Regions from separate parts of the Rattus norvegicus genome. Here region 2 is linked to region 1. Evidence: chromatin contacts called from public Hi-C data. All regions are on one chromosome and are shown on one strand. The core of a region is the stretch at or near the end of the contact, and the rest is flanking DNA. Distances in the headings are between cores, read along the strand shown. Region 1 has its middle 14 kb from the start of Mllt3. Region 2 overlaps Focad (focadhesin).

Region 1 (4,454 bases), core at 563-3,062:
ATCAGACAGGCATGGTGCTAGGACAATAGCTGAGAGCTTTAGATCCTGATCTGCAGGCATCAAGAAGATATAGAGACACTGGGCCTGGTGTGACACACTTTCTCCAAAAGGTCACACCTCCCAGTCCTTCTCAAACAGTTCCACTCCCTGGTGATTAAGCAGTCACATATCTGAACCACATTTTCATCATGCCTACAGGGCTTACAGCTTCAGCCAGTAGACCAAGTGAAATGGCTGAGTGGATCTGAAGCAGGCGGGCCTGGGAGACAGATTGCTATCCTGAGGCAGAGCACACAGATTCTTTTTTTTTTTTTTTTTTTTTTTTGGTTCTTTTTTTCGGAGCTGGGGACCGAACCCAGGGCCTTGCGCTTCCTAGGCAAGCGCTCTACCACTGAGCTAAATCCCCAACCCCACACAGATTCATTTAATGGTCCAGTTCTTTCACCTACATTCACTGTGCACACACAACTCTCTCTATACAACGCACTTAACAACTTCAGAACTACCTCAGCTCCTCACCTGTGTCAGGCTACTTGCATTCTCACCTTTGAACAATGCTTGTCCATTCATAATAGTAACCGAATTTAGACAGTGTACTCCTGACATATCAGATATGAAAAATAGAAGGGCTAATCTGAACTTGGTGTGGGGTGTATTATTGCACTAAGGCAAAGTTCGTTCCTCTAGCAAACTTTAAAGACTTATTTTGGCTTGAAAAGTATATATGCATGTGTGTGCCTACATGTGGGTATGTGCATGTGATTGCAGATGCCTGTGGAGATCAGAAGCATCGGATCCCCTCATAAATTGGAGTTAACAGCCAGCTGTGGGTGCTGGGAACTAAACTTGGGTCTTCTGCAAGAGTATTATATATTCTTAACTGCAGGGCCATTTCTCTAGCCCCTCTCTAGTAAAGATTTAGAGAGACTGGTTTACTGATTTATGCCTGCCTATGCATCCATGTGAGTAAAATCAGCTGTATTATGATAGGAAGGAACATATGCAGCAGGGCAAATTAATGTAAAATTCAATGTATTAATCAAAATAGAGAGCTGATCAGGCATAGCCCTTAGTAATCAAACTGTTCTTCCTCTGGAACTCCACGTAAGGATCGTGAAGTACGCTAAGGAGTATTCTCGCCTGTGTGGCCTGCTGTTGTCAGTCCTGACAGCATATTCCTCTTCAGTCTGCACTGTTGATTTGTTCTAAGCCACTTTGCTTATTCTAGAAATCCTCAGTGAACCCTTATTTTCAATTCTTTGGCTATGAGGCCAAGAATCCACAAACACCCAGCCCAGTCCCTGACTCCAAACTCATGTAATGTATTTGGAGGCAACAGAACTACCCAGCCTTATAGGACGCTGTATTCAGAGGTAACAGGAGTAGCTGGCCTCACAGGGTGCTGCTCAAGGTTTCAGCTGACTTGTTCGTTTGAGTCAGTTTCAAGTGCCAAGTTAGATCTTGTGACTGTTTTCCCCTTCAGAAGTAGGGGTCTCACATTTTTACATAAAACATCTCCAAATTCACATACTTGTGTTTCTGTTTTCTTTGTGGTTGACCCTAGGGCCTCACGCTTGCTTGCTAGACTACATCCTCAGCCCTTGTCCATGTCATTTTAAATCAATAACCTCCGAAATGTGTTCAAGTCAAATGGGATAAGTAGGTTGACACGTCCAGTGTGACTAAACCCTCACATCTAGTGGAGATTAAAGCTGGAGCCTTGTACACACTTGCGTCTGCTGCTGAGCGTACCCTGGCTCTGGGATCGCATCTCCTGTCCTCTGCCTCGGGTGTGGAATTTAATTCATGAGCAGACTGTGCACGCAGTCTAAGCAGCTGACTCATCCTCCTGCTACCCTGACTCCCCCGCCACGACATCCACAGTCTCAAATGGTGAAACCAAAAGAAACCTTTCCTTCCTCAAGCAGCTATTGTCAGGTATTTTCACATACCAGTTAGAAAAGTAAGTAGCGGGCTGGAAAGACAGCTCAGTGACTCCTCCAGAGGACCTGATCTAATTCTCCTTACCCACATGGCAGCTCACAACCACTGGTAACTCCAGTTCCAGTGGATCCAAGGCCCTCTCCTGGCTTCTTTCCAGAATGCTAGCAATAAACATTTATAAAGTCAAACACATACACATTAAATATTAAAATTAATTTTTAAAAGTTTTAAGGGTTTGGGGATTTAGCTCAGTGGTAGAGCGCTTGCTTAGCAAGCTCAAGGCCCTGGGTTCGGTCCTCAGCTCCGGAAAAAAAAAAATCAAAAGTTTTAAACTTTTATAGTAAAAAATAAAAGGAAAAGTAATTAATATACTCACTTCCTTGCCCTTTTCCTCTCACGCCTTGCTTCTGAGGCAAGGTCTTACTGTACAATCTGGATTGTCCTCAATTCCCCACCCTCACTGTGGAGATTGTTGTGAAAAGTTTTCCCCCTTCCCTCTTGAAAATGGCTTTTCAGTGAGTAGTAAATTTAGGTTGTCATGACTCAGAAAGGCTAGACTTTGCCCTAAGTTTCCTCTCTTTCTTTTTAAAAGATGTACGTGTATATGAGTATGTGGGACCCCTGTGTAGGCATTGCAGAGGCCTGGACAAAGTGTCGGATGTCCCCTGCCCCAGAGCTGGAGGTAGACTTCTTAGCCTCCTGATCTGGAGTTGGGAACTGAACTCTGGTTCTTTGAAAGAGCAGTGGTCTCTTCAGCCCTAGCTTTATTTCTGAAGAGAGAATTAAGACTTAGGAAATTATGCATATCCACAGAAGGAAAGCAAATAAACATAGAAACTGACATGTGGTTTTAAAAGATACTACTTTGGGGCTGGGCAGATGGCCTTGTGGGTAAAAGCACTTCCTGTGCAATAGTGAGATTCTGTGTGGGTTAGTGTTTGTCAACCTGATGCAGGCCGGGGCTCCTGGAAAGGGGCCCCATCACATTAGTCAGGATGAAAAGCTGTGGGGGTATTTTCTTCATCGGCGATTGATGTGGGAGGGCCCAGCCCAGTGTGGGTGTTAACCCCACTGTGCAGACTGAGTAAGCAGTGTGCCTCCATGGTCTCTTCTTCACTTCCTGCCTGGAGTTCCTGGCCTGACTTCACTAAAGGATGAACTGTGATGTAGCAGTGTAAGGCCAAATGTTTTCCTCCCTCAAGTCACTTTTGGTCTCTCTCTTGGTGTGTTCTTATACCAATAGAGTGCAACTGAGACAGGATCTGTGTTCAAACCCCAGAGCTCTCACTAAAACAATGGGCATGTGTGTAACACTAGCCCTGGGAGTGACATGGGGAAGGGTGTAGCAAAGGTGGTGGTTCTGGGGAGCATGCTACCAGTCAGCCTAGCTGAAGTTCAAGTAAAGGACTCTGTTTCAGGGCATTATGGTGGGAACCAATAAGGGAAGTCATGGGGGTGAAACACACACACACACACACACACACACACACACACACACACACACACACACATTAAAAAAATCAGAGTTTGGACTGGGATATAGTTAGTTCAGTGGTACAGAGCTTGTTTAAAAAAAGAGAGAGAAAAGAAAATAGAACTTTTACCTATTGTTAATGGTACTTTGCTGTCTTTATTTCTTAATATTCTCAACTTAATTGAAAATTATTTTGCATTCTAAGAGTACAGTTAGTGGCGGTTGAATGCTTCCAATGCTCTGTGGGTTTACTTTCTAGCATGTGTCACACACACACACACACACACACACACACACACACACACACACACGGCAAAAACAAGACCTGGCAACATTTTTCTATTTTCTATTTTTATAATAAAATAAGATGTCTAAAATTTGTTATTTTAAGAATGTCTGCTCCTAAACCCTGCCAGTTGGAGACAACCTCTCATGTCAAAGAGCTTCCTTTTTGAAGAACGGCTGGCTCGGAGTTGCTGTTGCTCTGCGCACTTGCCAAATGCTTCTTATACAGAAAAATTAAATCATTTTATCTTTGACACTGAGGAGTAGGTTAGTGGAGTTATATTTGAATCAATGCTTTCATCAGGAAACCAACCTGCTAAGATTGATTTACCATCATTTCTTTGCATTTTCACATATTAATATGTGAGCTCAGTGAACTCTTGACCCCAAACAAGTACAACGTAGTAAAGAAGTCTCAATGGTTACCTCTAGATCTTATCTGCCAAGGTTTCTACTCATAAAACACAAAGCAGCATTTGAAATGGCCAAAATGACCAATATGGTAAATCAATCTCTCTCTCTCTCCCTCTCTCTCTCTCTCTCTCTCTCTCTCTCTCTCTCTCTCACACACACACACACACACACATATGCACACATACACACAAACAGATTTTTAAAAAAGGAGAAAGGAGCCTGGGGTTAACGGCGAGTGCCAGAGCAAACGAGAATGTTCTGAGTCAGGAGCTGCAGTGATGACTCAGACGATGAGAGCACTGGCTGCTCTCCTGGAGAACTGGGTTCAGTTCCCAGC
Region 2 (4,454 bases), core at 952-3,451, 250 kb before region 1:
CAAATATCTAATACAAAAGCTGTATCTTTAGTCTCTTCTTTCCCATGATCACCCCGTAGCATTCTCTAGCCAGACGCTCAAGTTGCCCTTTACTTTCTTAATACCATCTAATAGCTTTCACTGTACATAAAATCAAACAAATAAAGAAAAACAAACAAAAGCAAACAAACAAAAACGGTACAGCCTCTGACCTCAAATAAGGAATCATTGGGGCTCTCCCTCTGACCTCATTTCTGCCATGTTCCCTTCTTGCCAAGTAAAAGATATCTTTCCAGATAGCCTAAAGAGCCCCTTCTGTTCTGAAATGTACACTTGCTGTGCTGTACGGGAGCACAAGACTTGCTGGCTGTCCTCCTGAAGCACGCTGTTTCTAGCTTTGCATGGAATGAGTCCTCCTGTCCTTTGGATGTTTTCAGAGAGACCTTTTAGAACCAAGCCGATCCTGTAGCAATGTTAGCACAAGTATTAAAAACTTGTAAGGAAAGGCTCATTTCTTACTTTCTTTGTTTATGCTCCTTCTAGCGAACCTCATGATCTTTGTTATTTGACACTGTATGTACTACAAAACAACATAAAAATGTAGGATCGGAAGACAAGATGTCAAAAAACAATGGTAAGACAGTGGGTTCATGTTTGAGTGTTATTTCCTCAAGGACCACTAGAGGCTGCCCAATACAGAAATAAAAACAAAACATTAAAGCTAAATAAATCACAGTGGAAAAACAAACAGGAAAAACTACTGCACATTCCTTCAGTATAAACAGGAAAATAAGGGACCACACAGCCATATCCAAATTTAACTAGAAATATTTTTACCTCACAGTCTCCTTTAAATGACCATGATTTAAAGTAAGTGCTCACTGGAACAATAATTAAGTTTTCTTCTATTTTTTCTATATAATCCCCAGGATACAACCAAACTTACCCATGCACAGAGAGGAGAGGGACTGGGGACATAGCTCAGTTGGTAAAGATGACAGCAGAGCATGAGGACATAAATTTGATCTCCAACACCTACATAAGAAGGCCAAGTGAGGCAGCACACACATGCCACTCCAGCAATGGTGAGTCAAAGACAGAGGATGCCTGCAACCTGCTGGTCAGACAGTCTACCTAAATGGCAAGGCCTAGATACAAGCGAAAATCTCCATCTCAAAAAAAGGAAGACAGCAATTGAAGAAGGCAACCAATGTCAATCTCTGGTGTATACACACACACACACACACACACACACACACACACACACACACAGATAGACATGCACATATATCACACACACAATGTCAATCTCTGGCCTATACACATGTACACACATACATAGACATGCACATACGACATGCATACACACATACAATATCAATCTCTAGTCTATACACATGCACAAAGATACACAGTCATGCTCATATAACACAAACAACGTCGAATGTGGTCTATACACACACATGCACATACACAGATGTCCATATAATATACACGCATTATCAACTGCTAGTCCATACACATGTATAGATGTGTACATGAACATATAATACATACATACAAAGTACTGACCTCTGGTCTCCACATATACATAAACATTCACATACAATACACAAACACACACACACACACACACAGAAAGAGAGAGAGAGAGAGAGAGAGAGAGAGAGAGGGATTGAGAGAGAGAGAGAACTGAGAACATCTATTGGGAACAGTTTCTATTGACTCCTCTACAATTACCCTCTACCATTCTCAATGCTGCTCTGCAGCCTCCAAAACTAAGCTTTAAGAAATGCATTAAGAGGTTGCTCATTTTGTCAACCAATGAAAGGCATTGGCAGAAGATCAAAGAGTGAAAACACAGTGAAGTCAGGGAACTTATTCCCTAGATACTGTCCAACAGGTTACTACAGGCTGCCTGCACCCTTATTCAGAGGGCTGTCTCCCCTCAGGCAGCTCTATCTGTGACATGCACGTCTTTCACCCTCCCCGCACAGGCCAAGGACCTTAGCTATTCTCGGATGATTCATTGTGTCTAATGAATTTCCATAAACTTCACAAACACAATTGTAAAGAATGACGTTATTAAACTTTCTTCAATTATTCCATTGAGCACGAAGCCCTTCTTTGTAATGACCTTCATGACTGTAACGTCTAAACAAAGGAATGCTATGAAATTGCAGGCTATGTACTCCAATTCCGGAACAATGTGGTATAGGTATGACTGCTCCAAGCTCAGCCTGAGTACAGACTCTGAAATGTGTGTGAGTCATGTGAGTGTGAAGACAGGAGCGCTTGGGTAAGAGAGGGTGATTTCATATTCTTAAGAAAGAACTGTGTTCTGACAAAAGGGATAAGCATATGTCAAGAGAAAATCTACTTACTTGCAAGTGCACTGTTCCAGCAACAGAAAGCTGTCTACTTATCTCGCTCTGTGCTCAATAAAAGCCTCTCCACTCCCTCCTGGAGATGTGAGGTAAGGAGAAGACGCAGGCACCTGAATGGAGAAGACACTACAGAGAACACCGTCTTGCCCAAGCAACTGAGCCAGTAACCAGCATTCTCCCCTCTCTCTGCAGGCTTGACCTTGGCCTCTTCCTTACATACAACCAGGTGAGAATTTAATAAAAGGATGAAAATCTATACAAAACAAGGTGAGCATGTTATCACTGCAGTTATATCTAATAGAAAATCATCCCACAACTGAAAAAAATAAATTTAGCATAAGGAACCAAGAATCTTAATTACACTGTCTGAAATGAAAGAAATAAAAATCTAAATCCAAACGTTCACAAACACAAAGTTTCTGGCAAAATCCAAACAGGACTATAGTGCAAACAATTTTAAGCTCCAACTTTAAAAGGACACCAGGACCAGGAAATTTGATGTCTTCTCCTCCATGGCCACCAGGTACACCCAGACACAATGCACCTATACACACCTAGGCAAAGCACCAACACAGGTAAAATTTTTAAAAATAGTTTAAGAAGAAGAGGAAGAAAAGGAGGATGAGGAAAAGGAGGGAAGGAGGAAGAAGACTGGAGGGAGAAAGAGAAAGAGGAGGAAGAGGAAGAGGAAGAGAAAGAAATAATTACCATGAAAGACAGGCCATGTTCTCTCTCTTTTCAGAGCAACTTCACCACCATCAGTAACTAGTGGCTACCAAGCATCATCCACCCAGGATCCTCCTAGTCTTTGTTGCCATGGCTGCAACCTATGCCCTTGTCTGCTTGTCCGCACTTCATTAATCAGAGAAAGTGAGCACAGAACAAATTAAAACACTGTCTATGGTGATGGTTTGCCAGACAGAGTTATACCTACAAAACCAACTTGACTCCAATTACCAGATTTCCAAAAAACAAACAACAAACAACAACGACTAAAAAGCACAGTTGGTAGAGTGCTGTAGCCATCAAGTATGAACACTAGCACAGAGCTAGCACAGAGGGACCAACCCTCAAAAGGTGTTCTCAGTAGCAACCTTTCCTTCCTCCCCAGGTAGTCACACCCTCCCACTGGCCAGAAGGCAGCAGAAATCAGCAAAGGACACAAAGTCATTTTAAAACCCCAAGTGAGCTATTGGGCATGGCTGTTTCAGGGTACTGGAGGATTTATAGAGCAAGGCGTTTTCCTACTCCTGCAGCAATTAACCCTGGAGAGACTCAAGGCTCCCGGAGAGCCATAAGATAGGAAGTGTGGAGAAGAAAGCAATGGTGAAGGAGTCTTTGAAGCTCATAAAGAAGAGAAGACATGAAAACATGGTAGCTTTGGCTATGCTCCACTGTTCAGTTTGCTCCAATGAAAGGAGGCAGAGACAGTCAGGACTTCTGTCTAAAAATGAACAATACATACTTGGCTAAATTTCCAGAGAAACTCTACTTGTCAGGAAATCAAGAAATAAACAGATATTAACACTATAGGTTACTATAATCACATATAACAATGACTATGTTGAAAAGCTATAACAACATTCATTTCTTTTATGAAACCTCATTTTCAAAACTTAAGTGTTTGCATGTATATATTTTCAAGGCAGAATTTGAACAAAAAAGCAAAATATTGGCTAACATTGACGAGCTTACGATCACAACGATCATCTATGGAATTTTTAAGGAATTTTTAATAACCAGAAGATGAATTTTAAATAATATGAAATTTTAATCACAGCCCATAATCCATATCTCAGCTATCACAATGGATCATCTATGAAATTTTTAAGGAATTTTTAATAGCAAGGAGATAAATTTTAAATAATATAAAATTTTAATCATAGTCATAATCCATGTCTCAGCTATATTCACCTACTGTTTCTTGGGTAAGTCTTAAAAAGAGGCAGTGAAAGTTTTACGTGTGTGAAGACCACATACACGCACAGCATGCCTCTTAAAAGCTAGCAGTCTAATAAACCTAATACCAAAACCAATGACCACATAATTTGATCCTTAAAATTATTTAAAATCACAAAAAGACATGGT

The links. A called contact is a pair of places that touch in the nucleus more often than the background predicts.
Region 2: a Hi-C map of the A7r5 cell line shows a contact between it and region 1, with 2.9 times the contacts expected there. The contact joins two enhancer-like sites. A contact is called at or near these places in 8 of 12 Hi-C or Micro-C datasets (the A7r5 cell line, the Rat2 cell line, frontal cortex and 4 more) and 1 of 1 datasets of contacts at active chromatin or transcription factors (oligodendrocytes).

The regions. Positions count from the first base shown.
Region 1 is chr5:107,572,774-107,577,227 of GRCr8, reverse strand. No RefSeq gene overlaps it. Among named protein-coding and RNA genes, the nearest start is that of Mllt3, 14 kb to the right of the region's middle. Within about 2 kb of position 1,812, at least 11 of the 93 cell types and tissues checked have an H3K27ac peak or open chromatin away from gene starts, as enhancers often do. A contact at or near this core is called in the A7r5 cell line, where this site is marked.
Region 2 is chr5:107,822,743-107,827,196 of GRCr8, reverse strand. The region is part of intron 19 of Focad (focadhesin); the gene reads right to left. Among named protein-coding and RNA genes, the nearest start is that of Hacd4, 140 kb to the left of the region's middle. Within about 2 kb of position 2,201, at least 6 of the 93 cell types and tissues checked have an H3K27ac peak or open chromatin away from gene starts, as enhancers often do. A contact at or near this core is called in the A7r5 cell line, where this site is marked.